Linked DNA regions of Mus musculus: region 1 is linked to region 2. Evidence: chromatin contacts called from public promoter capture Hi-C data. All regions are on one chromosome and are shown on one strand. Each heading gives the region's core, a stretch centred on a gene start, on an enhancer-like site or on the middle of the called end of the contact. The rest is flanking DNA. Distances are from core to core; before and after follow the strand shown. Region 1 holds the start of Inha (inhibin alpha). Region 2 holds the start of Cfap65 (cilia and flagella associated protein 65).

Region 1 (5,126 bases), core at 430-2,929, 570 kb after region 2:
TCGGGCTCAGGTTTGCCCATCACGTAGCAGCGGAATTTGGCGTGCTTGCCCTCGTTCACCCAGAAGGTCTTGGGCGCGCCTTTGAGCGGCTCCAACACGGGTTTGGGGTTCTCATCGGGATCCTGGGGCGGGCTCTCGCGGGGCTGGTGCACCTGGAGCAGCGCGCCCGCCTGCGCGTGGCCGTGCGCGTTGCGGGCGTGACACACGTACACCCCGGAATCGGGCAGCCGTGCCGCCAGGATGCGCAACGTCAGGCTCGCGCCCTCGTCACTCGCGCCGCGGCCGGGCTCCAGCTTGAAGTGGCTGCTGTCCCATACTTCGTCCAAGGCCATCCCATCCTTCTCCCAGTACAGCTTGGGCTCCGGAAGGCCTCCCACCTGGCACGTCAGCACCACCTCCTCCCCTCGCAGCACCCACTGGGACTGGGGCCCCGTCAGGAACTTCGGGGCGCCCTCCCCGGTGCCCGGTGTTGGCAGCGGACACTCGGAGGACTCGGGCTCCGGCTCGGGGGCCGGGGGTTCCAGCACGGTGACGGCGGCCGCCGCGTAGGCCTCTCCGGCCGCGTTGCGGGCGCGGCACACGTAGACCCCGGCGTCGGTGGGCAGCGCGCCGCTCAGCAGCAGGCCGTGCTCGGCGCCGTCCTCCGGAAAGCTTAGGCGCTCGGAGGCCACCAGCTGCTGCCCGCCTTTCTCCCACACGACAGTGGGCGGCGGCTCTCCCAGGACCACGCATTTGAGCTCGGCCTCCGCTCCACTTACCACCCGCACGGGCCGCGGGAAGCGTAGGAAACACGGGGGGCTCCCCTGATCCCCTGATCCGGCCTTCATTGCGGCCGCTGCAGATGGCTCGCCTGGGCGCGCGGGAAGGCCGGGAGCCGAGACCAGGGCGTGGCGGAGCGGGCGCCGGGACCGGTGGGACTCCTGTGACCGCTCGCCTCTTTACCCTGGACCCTGGCCGCAGCCCTGCTACGCGGCAATTCCCGGGCCGGGAGCCCAGAGCTCAGGGGGCTGTCCTTCCTGTTTGCCTGCTCAGCGAGGGGCCCTACAGCCTAGACTGCCCGCGGCCGGGCTTCCTGCTCTTGGGAGTCTCTCTTTCCAGCCCCCTCCCACAGCCTGGGCCTCTTTCTCCTCCCTCCCTCCCACCTCCGGCCTCCAGGTCTCCAACTGCGGGCCTGGCTTGGGCTTGAGTGACTTTGTCGCCTGCAGCTGCCAATCCCAAAAATATTCTCTGATGACACAGCTGGAGGACAAGAGCTCAGACTGGCTCCTCCAGGCTAAGTATAGAGCAGGCGGGACCACCTGCCCTCGGCCCAGAGCCTCAACCCTAGGTCTACCCTCCCACGTTGGCCTAGCAGCTGCTAGGATTGAAAAGAGCGCCAGAAAGTCTGAGGGGGGTGGTGCATTCTGTCCTTCTGACAAATGATTTGATGACTGGTCAACCTTAAGCACCCAGGCACCTGTGGTACCTGATGTAGATTCTATGTGTGTGTGTGTGTGTGTGTGTGTGTGTGTGTGTGTGTGTGTGTGTGTGTATTTGAGGAGTGGGTTGTATGCTTGCCTGAATGGGTCAGGTCACTTGGGGTGAATACCCATCACAGCCCCTTCCCCCACATTCTTGGCGGGAGTGGGAGATAAGGCTCAGGGCCACAGACATCTGCGTCAGAGATAGGAGGTCTCAATGCCATGGGCAGGGGCGACTGGGACTGTGGGGCGTGGGAAGGACTGGGGGAGACTGGGGTGAGAAGGGTAGAAGAAGGCCAGCAGTGGGATGGGGAGGGGACAGTGGGGAGGTCCTAGACAGAAAGGGCACAGGGCAGCGTGTGGGTTCCCTGTCATCAGGGCAAGTGAACTATGGTGAGCCAGCGGTCTCTGCTGCTCCTTTTGCTGTTGACCCTACGGGATGTGGACAGCTGCCAGGGACCCGAACTTGTCCGGGAGCTCGTCCTGGCCAAGGTGAAGGCTCTATTCCTAGATGCCTTGGGGCCCCCAGCAATGGATGGGGAAGGTGGGGATCCTGGAATAAGGCGTCTGCCTCGAAGACATGCCGTTGGGGGTTTCATGCACAGGACCTCTGAACCAGAGGAGGAAGATGTCTCCCAGGCTATCCTTTTCCCAGCTACAGGTAATGAAGTTGGGGATTGGCAGGTCAACTTTGAAGAGTAGCCGGTACCTACTTCATGGGCTTGGGAATCAGGCAGCTCTGGGTATGAATGGCAGCCCCACAACTCAGCTGGCTTTGCGGCAAGGGGCCAGTTCCTAAGCCCCTCTGATCGACATCAAACAGGTGGTAGCCTCTACCTCAACATCAGATAGGTGGTAGCCTCTACTTCTCAAGCGGGACTGATCCAGTGAGCCTAGCATGCCTGGAATACAAAAGGGGAAGCTAAGGCTCTGTAGAGACAGCTTCTGTTGCTGCCTGTGGTCTGTCCTGCGTTTTGTGCCCCCTACTCTCCCCAAGCCCCATCTGGCTCACTCTGAGGTCTCCTCGCTTCCCTGCCTTCATCTCCAGGCAGCGTAGTAGTAGTACCGAAAGTATGGATTTCATATCAAGTGGAATCCCAGTCTTGCCACTTACTAGCTGACTGTCAGCCGCCTCAGTGTCTTGTCTTGAGAATGGATCAGTTGTTAGAATTTGTAACGCGAGGGACTGTGTTCTAGTACGGCCCCAATTGCAGTCTTGACTACAGCTGGCCCATAATATTTCCCATAGTCTGTGTCCACTGGACCAGAAATGGCAGCTACACTTCCCTGGGAAGGGCTGACCTCTGCTCTCTTCTCCTTTCCCTTCCATTCTTTCTCTTTTCCTCCTCCTCTGTCTTCGTTAGTTTATGCATATGCCTGGAAATGCGGGGAGGTCAGAGGTTGACCCTGAACATCTTCCTTAGTCACTCTCCACCATTGTTTTTGAGTCAGTCTCTCACTGAACCAGGACCTCACTAATTAGTTAGCCTGACGGGTGTCTGTCTCCTCGGTCCTGTGAGATCGCATCCAGTTCTTTATGTCGGTCCTGGGATTGAACTCTGGTCCTAATGCAGACACAACAAGTACTTCAACTGAGCTGTCTCCCTACCCTGTAAGCTGTCTTTCAAAAACACGGTGCCTTTAAGAAATTTATCTTTTCAGGGCGAGGGGAGAGTATAGGGGGCTTTGGGGATAGCATTTGAAATGTAAATGAAGAAAATAATTTTAAAAAGAAATTTATCATTTAAAGTTTCTGACATGCTGAGATGGAGCAAAAGCAACAAAACACACCCATGCACCCAAGGTGTGAGAATCACTCCATGGTATCTGATGTACACTACCATAAGCTGCAGCCGCCAGCAGCCACGGGTTCCTGGCTTCCTGAAAGGAAAGCTGGGGATGGATGGCGAGGAAGGGGCGAGAAATAATGAGCCAAGATAAAGTCCTCTGATCAAGGCTCAACTTTAATATCCTAATGTCTGATCTTTAAAGGGAGGGGGGAATCCATCCCCCACTGTGCCAGGATCCCACTTTCTCATCAGGAAGACAAGCTCGGCTGCTCAGCAGGTAGCTTCTTGCAGGAAGCTGCAGATGTGCACAGATGTGGCAGACAAAACTTTACCTAGGTAGGAAGACTTCACCCTAGGTGAACTAGCAACTGTGGCAAAGAAGGTCTGAGCCAGCCAGCCTGCTCAAGGCTGGGGAGGGCACAATAAGCTTCATGAATAGACCTGAGGATGAAGTAGACAGTGAAATGGACTCTTACCCATTGCCCTTTATATTAACTGGTAAAACCCCTTGGGAGAAAATTTACCAATGTGGTGTTTTGATGATGAATAGAAAATTGGGGAGCCTCTGTTAGTTTTCCCAAGACTCCAGGGGGGGGTGTCTAAGTCTAAGTGACACTCGATTTTTGACATATAGTCAGCAAAATCAAGGCTACCCTCTCTTTCCTTTTTCTGCCTGTCCCCTGCAGGTGCCACCTGTGAGGACCAGCCAGCTGCCAGAGGGCTTGCCCAGGAGGCTGAGGAAGGCCTCTTCACTTATGTATTCCGGCCATCCCAACACATACGCAGCCACCAGGTGACTTCAGCCCAGCTGTGGTTCCACACAGGCCTAGGCAGGAAGAGCACAGCAGCCGCCAATAGCTCTGCGCCCCTGCTAGATCTTCTGGTGCTATCATCTGGGGGGCCCATGGCTGTGCCTGTGTCCTTGGGACAGGGCCCGCCACGCTGGGCTGTACTGCACCTGGCGGCGTCTGCTTTCCCTCTGCTGACCCACCCCATCCTGGTGTTGCTGCTGCGATGCCCACTCTGTTCCTGCTCGGGCCGGCCTGAGACCACTCCTTTCCTGGTAGCCCACACTAGGGCTCGAGCACCCAGTGCGGGGGAGAGGGCCCGGCGTTCAACTCCCTCCGTGCCTTGGCCTTGGTCTCCTGCGGCTTTGCGCTTGCTGCAGAGGCCTCCCGAGGAACCCGCTGCGCATGCCTTCTGCCATCGAGCTGCTCTCAATATCTCCTTCCAAGAGCTGGGCTGGGACCGCTGGATCGTACACCCTCCCAGTTTCATCTTCCACTACTGCCATGGTAGCTGCGGGATGCCCACATCTGACCTGCCCCTGCCAGTCCCTGGGGTGCCCCCTACCCCGGTTCAGCCCCTGTTTTTGGTGCCAGGGGCCAAGCCCTGCTGTGCTGCTCTTCCGGGGAGCATGAGGTCCCTACGCGTCCGAACCACCTCAGATGGAGGTTACTCTTTCAAGTATGAGATGGTACCCAACCTTATTACTCAACACTGTGCTTGTATCTAAAAGCACCTCCGCCTCCTCCTCCCATAGCCGATGGCCACAGTCAATTCACCACCCCAGGGTCCTCAGCTAGGAGGAGGACAGAGTGTGGAAAGTAGACAGTTTCCACTTCCTTTTCCCTACATCTTTCAGTATGAGGGATCCATATCCTGCTCCACCCAGGTCCTGTGGATAACAATAAAAAAGGAAGTGTGTGTGCCTTTGTATGTGTTCCCCTCACGTCTTTGACAATGGGGTTGGGGAGGTCTGGGGTCAGAGAGAATTGCGTTGTGGGATTTTGAGTTAACTGCTTTTGGCTTTAGAGATCGACAGTCTAAGAGGTAAAATTAGATGTGAATTAGTTGGGAAGCTGCCAAGTGTCCC
Region 2 (5,731 bases), core at 2,638-5,137:
CTTCACACTGTACATGTTTTGAGTGTTCTTCTGACTTGGTGACCTTTTAAAGGTTGTTTTGTTTTCTTTTTAAGAAGAACCCACCTTGGGGGCTTGTGGGCTCAGGTGGCCCCTGGTCCCTCATTCTGGTACCTGTACTTCATCTTCTGGGTTTTCAGGGAGAGGTTTTTCAGAACCAGGGTTCTTGTGGTCTCCTTTCCCAGCTCCCAGCCTTTCCAGTGCAGCTTCTCGGCGACCTCGATGCCCCAGATCACCCTCTTTTTCACATCATTTTGCCTCCTTATGAGGCATATTTTCCTGTCCAGGGGATCTACAAGCTGTTCAGGTGGCATAAAAGGAGAAGAAGTCGAGACTTAGGAAACAGACCAAGATCTCGCAGCTTCATCCTGCTTTTAGCACTTATGGGGTGATGAAAGTCCCTCACCCTTGGGCATGGCATTGCAGGATATATGATCACAATGTGAACCCCAAGATTGTGTTGTTTATTGGACAAACCTATTTCTAGCTGTGGTGTGGCTCAGCCTTAGCACACACCTTTAATTCCCCTGGCTGGAATACAGACGCGGCCTTAGTACATATCTTTAATCCCAAACAATGAAGGTAAAGTTTGTAGAAGGAAGAACTCACATTTAAAAGTGCTGCCTAATTCAGTAGCAGACAAAGCGACAAATCAGAGAAAATATTTGACAGACTAGGATATGCCCAACTCTCACGAGAAGAGAGGGGAAAGAGAAGCCACTTGAGGGACAGTGTAGAAGGTGGGGACAGTTTTTTGGGAACAGTTATAGAGAGACAGGTTGCAGAGAGAGAACAAGCTAGATCCAGGTGAAGACAGGAGGAGCCAGAGAATGAGAAGGATCCAGAAGTTTAGAACAGATTGCCAGAGTTAGTTTGAGGTTAAGCAGAGCAAGCCAGGAGAAGCTGAAAGAATCCAGTTTGAATCAGTCAGTGTGGAGAGAAGTTAAAGCCAGAATAGCTGGGTTGAACCAGCCAGACAGAGATCAGAAAGAACTAGAAAGGGTGAGCTTATTCAGCAGCAAGTCTCAGAGGCTGGAGACATTCTAGGCTTAGGTTGTACAGAGGCTACAAGCTTCCAAGACGAGGCCCAGGTTAGCAGACTGAGGCAGTAAACCTTTGAGATGACAATTACCTTAGGGGGAATAAAAGTTACCTTCACAGAACCATATGGGAACCATAGTTCCCAGCACTCAGGTCTGCCCAGGGCTCCATCTAGGGAGGGTGAGTGCCAGAGTGTATATGGGAAAGTCTGTCCCCCAGACGTTCACCCTATTGTACTGTGACCATGGCCCCCACTTGGTCTTGCCACACTTGATCCACCACCCCAGCCATACCCTCACCTGGGTGGTGACACTGCTACTTCCCAGTGTGCTGGCACTCAGGCACAAATCTTCATTCACAGTGTTCATTGTACAGTCACAGTTCTCCCTGGTCCTCGTGATGTGGCATTGGTTTTTCTGGATGAGCATCTAGCAAAGCCAAAAATCCCTACCAGATCAGCAGACGAGTCTGGAGTTGAGAGGAGCAGAGGAGGAAGTGAGAAAGAGAGTTGGTAAAGAAGACTCTTCCTAGTTGAGATGGAGGAGGAGTTTGCTCTCTGTTTTGACAAGTGCTATTGCTATGAGGTGGCGCCTTGAGGCACGAGGCTGAACAAAAGGCCCAGAGCTTTGCTCAGTGGCCTAAAGTACCACTCCAGAAACCACATGGAGGAGGGATTTTGGAATAAGGCTGGTGTAGCCCTTTTCTTCCATGACTACACGTGTTTTAGTTTGCTTTCTATTGCTGTCACAGACACTATGACCAAAAGCAACTTGGAAGAGCAAAGGGTTAATCTTCTCTTACAACTCTCGGGAAAGTCAGGGCAGGAATTGAAGACAGGGACCTGGAGGCAGGAACAGTAGAGGAACACTGCTTACTGGCTTGTTCTCCACAGTCTGTTCAACTTGCTATTTGGTTGGTTTGTTTGACTTTGTTTGTTTTTAGACATAGCCTCACTAAGTAGCTTCGGCTGGACTTGAACTCTCAGAGATCCCATTGCCTCTGCCTCCCAAGTGCTGGGATTAAAGGTGTGCACCACCACACCCAGCAGTGCATCTAATTCTTTTTAATTTAAATTTTTATTTGTGCGTGCATGTGTGTGTGTGTGTGTGTGTGTGTGTGTGTATGTGTGTGTGTGTGTGTGTGTGTGTGTGTGTGTGTGTGTGTGTGTGTGTTTGCCACATGCAGGTGGTACTGGTGGAAGCCAGAGGGGGTATTTGATTCCCTGGCTCTAGAGTTAGAGGCAGTTGTGAGTCACCCAATATGTGTATGCTGAGAATGAATATCTTAAGCACTGAATTTTCTCTCCAGTCCAGCACATCTTATATTCACAGTTTATCTCAATTCAGACCACCCAGATTTCAAGTGCTCAATAGTTAAAGTTGCCTAGTAGCTACTACACTGGACAGCAAAGCTGTAATACTTATTTTTGAACTTATTTCTATATTTCACATTGTTTAGTATTTTTTTTCACTTCTTTAAGTAAGATTGTCCATATCCCAAATAGTATCAATTTGACTAACAATCCAGACAGTATTGTGAGGTTTTCAACAGATATTTTAATCCCTACAGTTGTTTATCGTTACATGTGATTTGCCTTCTTTTCCTTGTTTTTCTTTTGAGACAAGGTTTCTCTGTGTAGCCCTGGCTGTCCTGGAACTAGATCTACAGACTAGGTTAGTCTCAAACTCTGAGATCCACTTGCCTCTGTCTTCCAAGCGCTGGGATTAAAGACATGAACCATCATGATTGGCCATGACTTGCTTTTAATTTAACCTAAAACATCTCCTTCTTCAAGTTGGTGGTTAATTAAGGTCCCCATGTTATAATGTAACAATCTCATGATTACCTTTAGCAGTTTACACATTTCCCAAAGACAATCTCATTCTCTCTCCACCAGCCAGAGAAACCCTCTGTTGGCTCATTTGTTCCTAGAAGGTTCTCTAACACTGGAGGAAACCATTTCAAGTTACTGTCCTCATCCCATGCATTCCCTCACAGAGCATTTACCAAACAGGTCTGATACAGCAGGTACTTGTACAAAACAAGCTTCCTACCTCCAAATGTAAAGTGGGTGTTCAGACAGAACCCAAGAAATGCAAGCTGCGGGTGGGGAGGAGAGCTGTTACTTTTCTGTCCTTGGATAGCTTTAGGTCCTGTCCCTAGTCCCTGATCTCTCAGACATCAGGGGATTCAACAGACAGTCTGCCTTGCCTCTCTGAAAAAGTCCCCACTCAATACACCAATCTATCTCTGAAAGGCTAGAGAAGAGACAAAATAAGGTAGAAAAGTGGTCCAGCCGGGACTTAAGGCAGGAAGCATGGAGCCTTTCCGGGAACAGAGAAGGTCATTTGCAACATTTTGCTGTGAAAAAACGTGCAGTTGTGTGTGTGTGTGTGTGTGTGTGTGTGTGTGTGTGTGTGTGTGTGTGTGTGTGTGTGTTTGGGGGGGGCTTGTTTTAAACCAATTTTCTAGTTTCGGGGGTGGGGGTATTTTATCAGTTTCTTTTATTTGCCTAATTTCTGATCTTAAAATTTTACAAACGACAGGTGAAAAAACCGGGAGTAGGGGTGAGGGTAAGGAGTGGTCAAGTAGAGCTGAGGAAGGAAGCCTTAAAACGAAGGGAACAAAATGTACTTATGGGGCTTCTCAGGGTCTCCTGGCCCCCGCATCTAATTAATCTCGCCCACAACGAAAGGACTTTCTGAAGACCCGCCACGATTTCCTGTAAAAGGGGTTTTTAGTACAGATACCGTTCCTTGTTCCTCTCGCTGGCCTCCAACGTTTAGAACTCATGCAAACGCTGTGCTAACGTCTCCGTAGATACAGGACGCTCGGGACACAGCGTCTTTTGGTATCCCATGGCAACGACGGCAACCCAAAAGAGCCAAGGTTCAGAGAAAGCGAATGAGTCCGTTTCTTTTTGTTTTGTTTTTCTCTTCATTTCATTTCTTTTCCTTTATTTTCTCTCTTTTTTCTTCTTTCCTTTCCTTTTTCTTCTTTTTTCTTTAACTTTCTTTATATATTTTTTTCTTTTTGTGCTAAGAATTAAAGCTTTGATCATCACTAAGCTACACACCCAGTCAATGCCTGCTCAAATTTAATCTCCCTATGTTAAGTATTGAATCCAAGATTTTCCCTGCTGTAGTACCAACTGTGGTCTTTTTCCATTCCAGACAAGGTAAACATGGTTCCCCCAATTTTCATGGTGTCCTGGCAATTACTTTATTTGACCACCTTATTCATAGATTACTGTTGGGCTCAAAAATCATAGATTGCCTGAATGGGAGTCATTCCTAATCTCTTGAAGTAGACTGATCTAGACTCAGAGCCTCATTCCCTATGATCATGATGGTTCATTGAAAACAGCCTCTGGTTATTTCTTACTGCATAGGATTTATAAATGTGCTCCTTCTGCTGCCGAAAGAGAACACCTTTGGCATTTTCTTCCAGATATCTTTTGGTCTGAGACCAAAGAAAATTAACTTGTTTGAAGAGAGACAAAAGTTAATGTATGAAGAAATTCTTTTTTGTCTGTGCACTGGTGTGCACGCTGTGAGAAAGGTATCATTGGATGAAGGCGACGTAGAAAAAGCCAAGAATCTCAAAGTTCATTCTTCGGCAATTAAAGAGTTTTACTGCCTGAACAGTGAACCCATTCCTCCTCAGAATGAAAGGGGTGTGGTGTGGTTATAGAGGGAGAGCTCAGAGAGCTGGAAGCAAACCCAGAAAATAAACGAGCAGTTTGGAGGATTGGGGTTCACTTGTGGGAGGTAGGCGATGGACTGAGGTGACAAAGTGACCTGAGTTGGCTTGAGGGATCACATGAGCGGGGGAGGGCAGGGCTGCTGCAAGGGAGGTCCAGGAGGTCGGTTAAGTCATGCCAGCCCAACTAAGCCTGGAATTCTTTGGGGATTAAGGAACGTGGAACTCAGTGAGTGTCTCGCTGGTTTCTCAGAATCTGAAGGCTGTACTTTGAACGTGATGACGTTGATGCTATTTGGAGCTCCTGTAATGATTTCTCCCTTTTTTTGTTTTTCTTCAAGTTCTTCTTTTTTTTTTTTTAATCAGTCTGACTCAGCTGGACCTTATGGACAAAAAAAGTGGGGGGTATAAATGACAATAAGTGAATGAATGATAATGAATGTAATGGAATAATGAATGATGAAATGATGAATAGAAATGAATAAACAAAATTTTCCTTTTCATACTTATGCCAAAAAAAATTGAGAATACTTATGCAGGATTTGGGGGGGGACCTCAGAGAACCCAATAAGAAAAAACTGATGATAAAGAAGTCAGATTTTTTGAGCCATGTGTTCTTTGGTCTCCTCTCCTGAGGAACCTCTTCCCAGCATCTTTTGATTATATATTGGTGAGTTCTGGGTTAGGACAGTGGAAGGACAGTTTCTTTTGTTATCAGGTGCTGTGGTCTGCGCTTCTCTGGAATTATAACTGGCAGCTCTGAGCAGTAACTTCAGCTGATGTGAGGACTCCTAAGGAGAGGCCCCCACATACTGGACTTTGCTCAGGAAGTTGAGTACCCAGGAAGGCTTGGTTGGGTGCTGGGTGTGAGGAGAGGGAAGCAGACAATGGACTTGCCTTGGAAGTCCCCTTCTCAGTAGCTGAGATAGCTTAGAAGATGCTAGGCATTGGATCTGAGTGGTCATGTCCT

Evidence for each region. Promoter capture Hi-C pulls out the DNA fragments that hold promoters and counts their contacts.
Region 1: a promoter capture Hi-C map of pre-B cells shows a contact between it and region 2, with 5 times the contacts expected there. The contact joins the promoter of Inha here to the promoter of Cfap65 in region 2. A contact is called at or near these places in 2 of 39 promoter capture datasets (hippocampal neurons and pre-B cells) and 1 of 115 datasets of contacts at active chromatin or transcription factors (embryonic stem cells).

Annotation. Positions count from the first base shown.
Region 1 is chr1:75,505,398-75,510,523 of GRCm38.p6, forward strand. It overlaps Inha (inhibin alpha), which reads left to right and starts at 1,680. Exons shown (of 2, transcript NM_010564.5): 1 at 1,680-2,121; 2 at 3,937-4,969. The coding sequence starts at 1,851. The coding sequence ends at 4,766. It overlaps Obsl1 (obscurin-like 1), which reads right to left and starts at 1,055. Exons shown (of 20, transcript NM_178884.5): 1 at 1-1,055. The coding sequence starts at 827.
Region 2 is chr1:74,931,712-74,937,442 of GRCm38.p6, forward strand. It overlaps Cfap65 (cilia and flagella associated protein 65), which reads right to left and starts at 3,888. Exons shown (of 33, transcript NM_001039495.1): 1 at 3,810-3,888; 2 at 1,359-1,527; 3 at 133-317. The coding sequence starts at 1,487.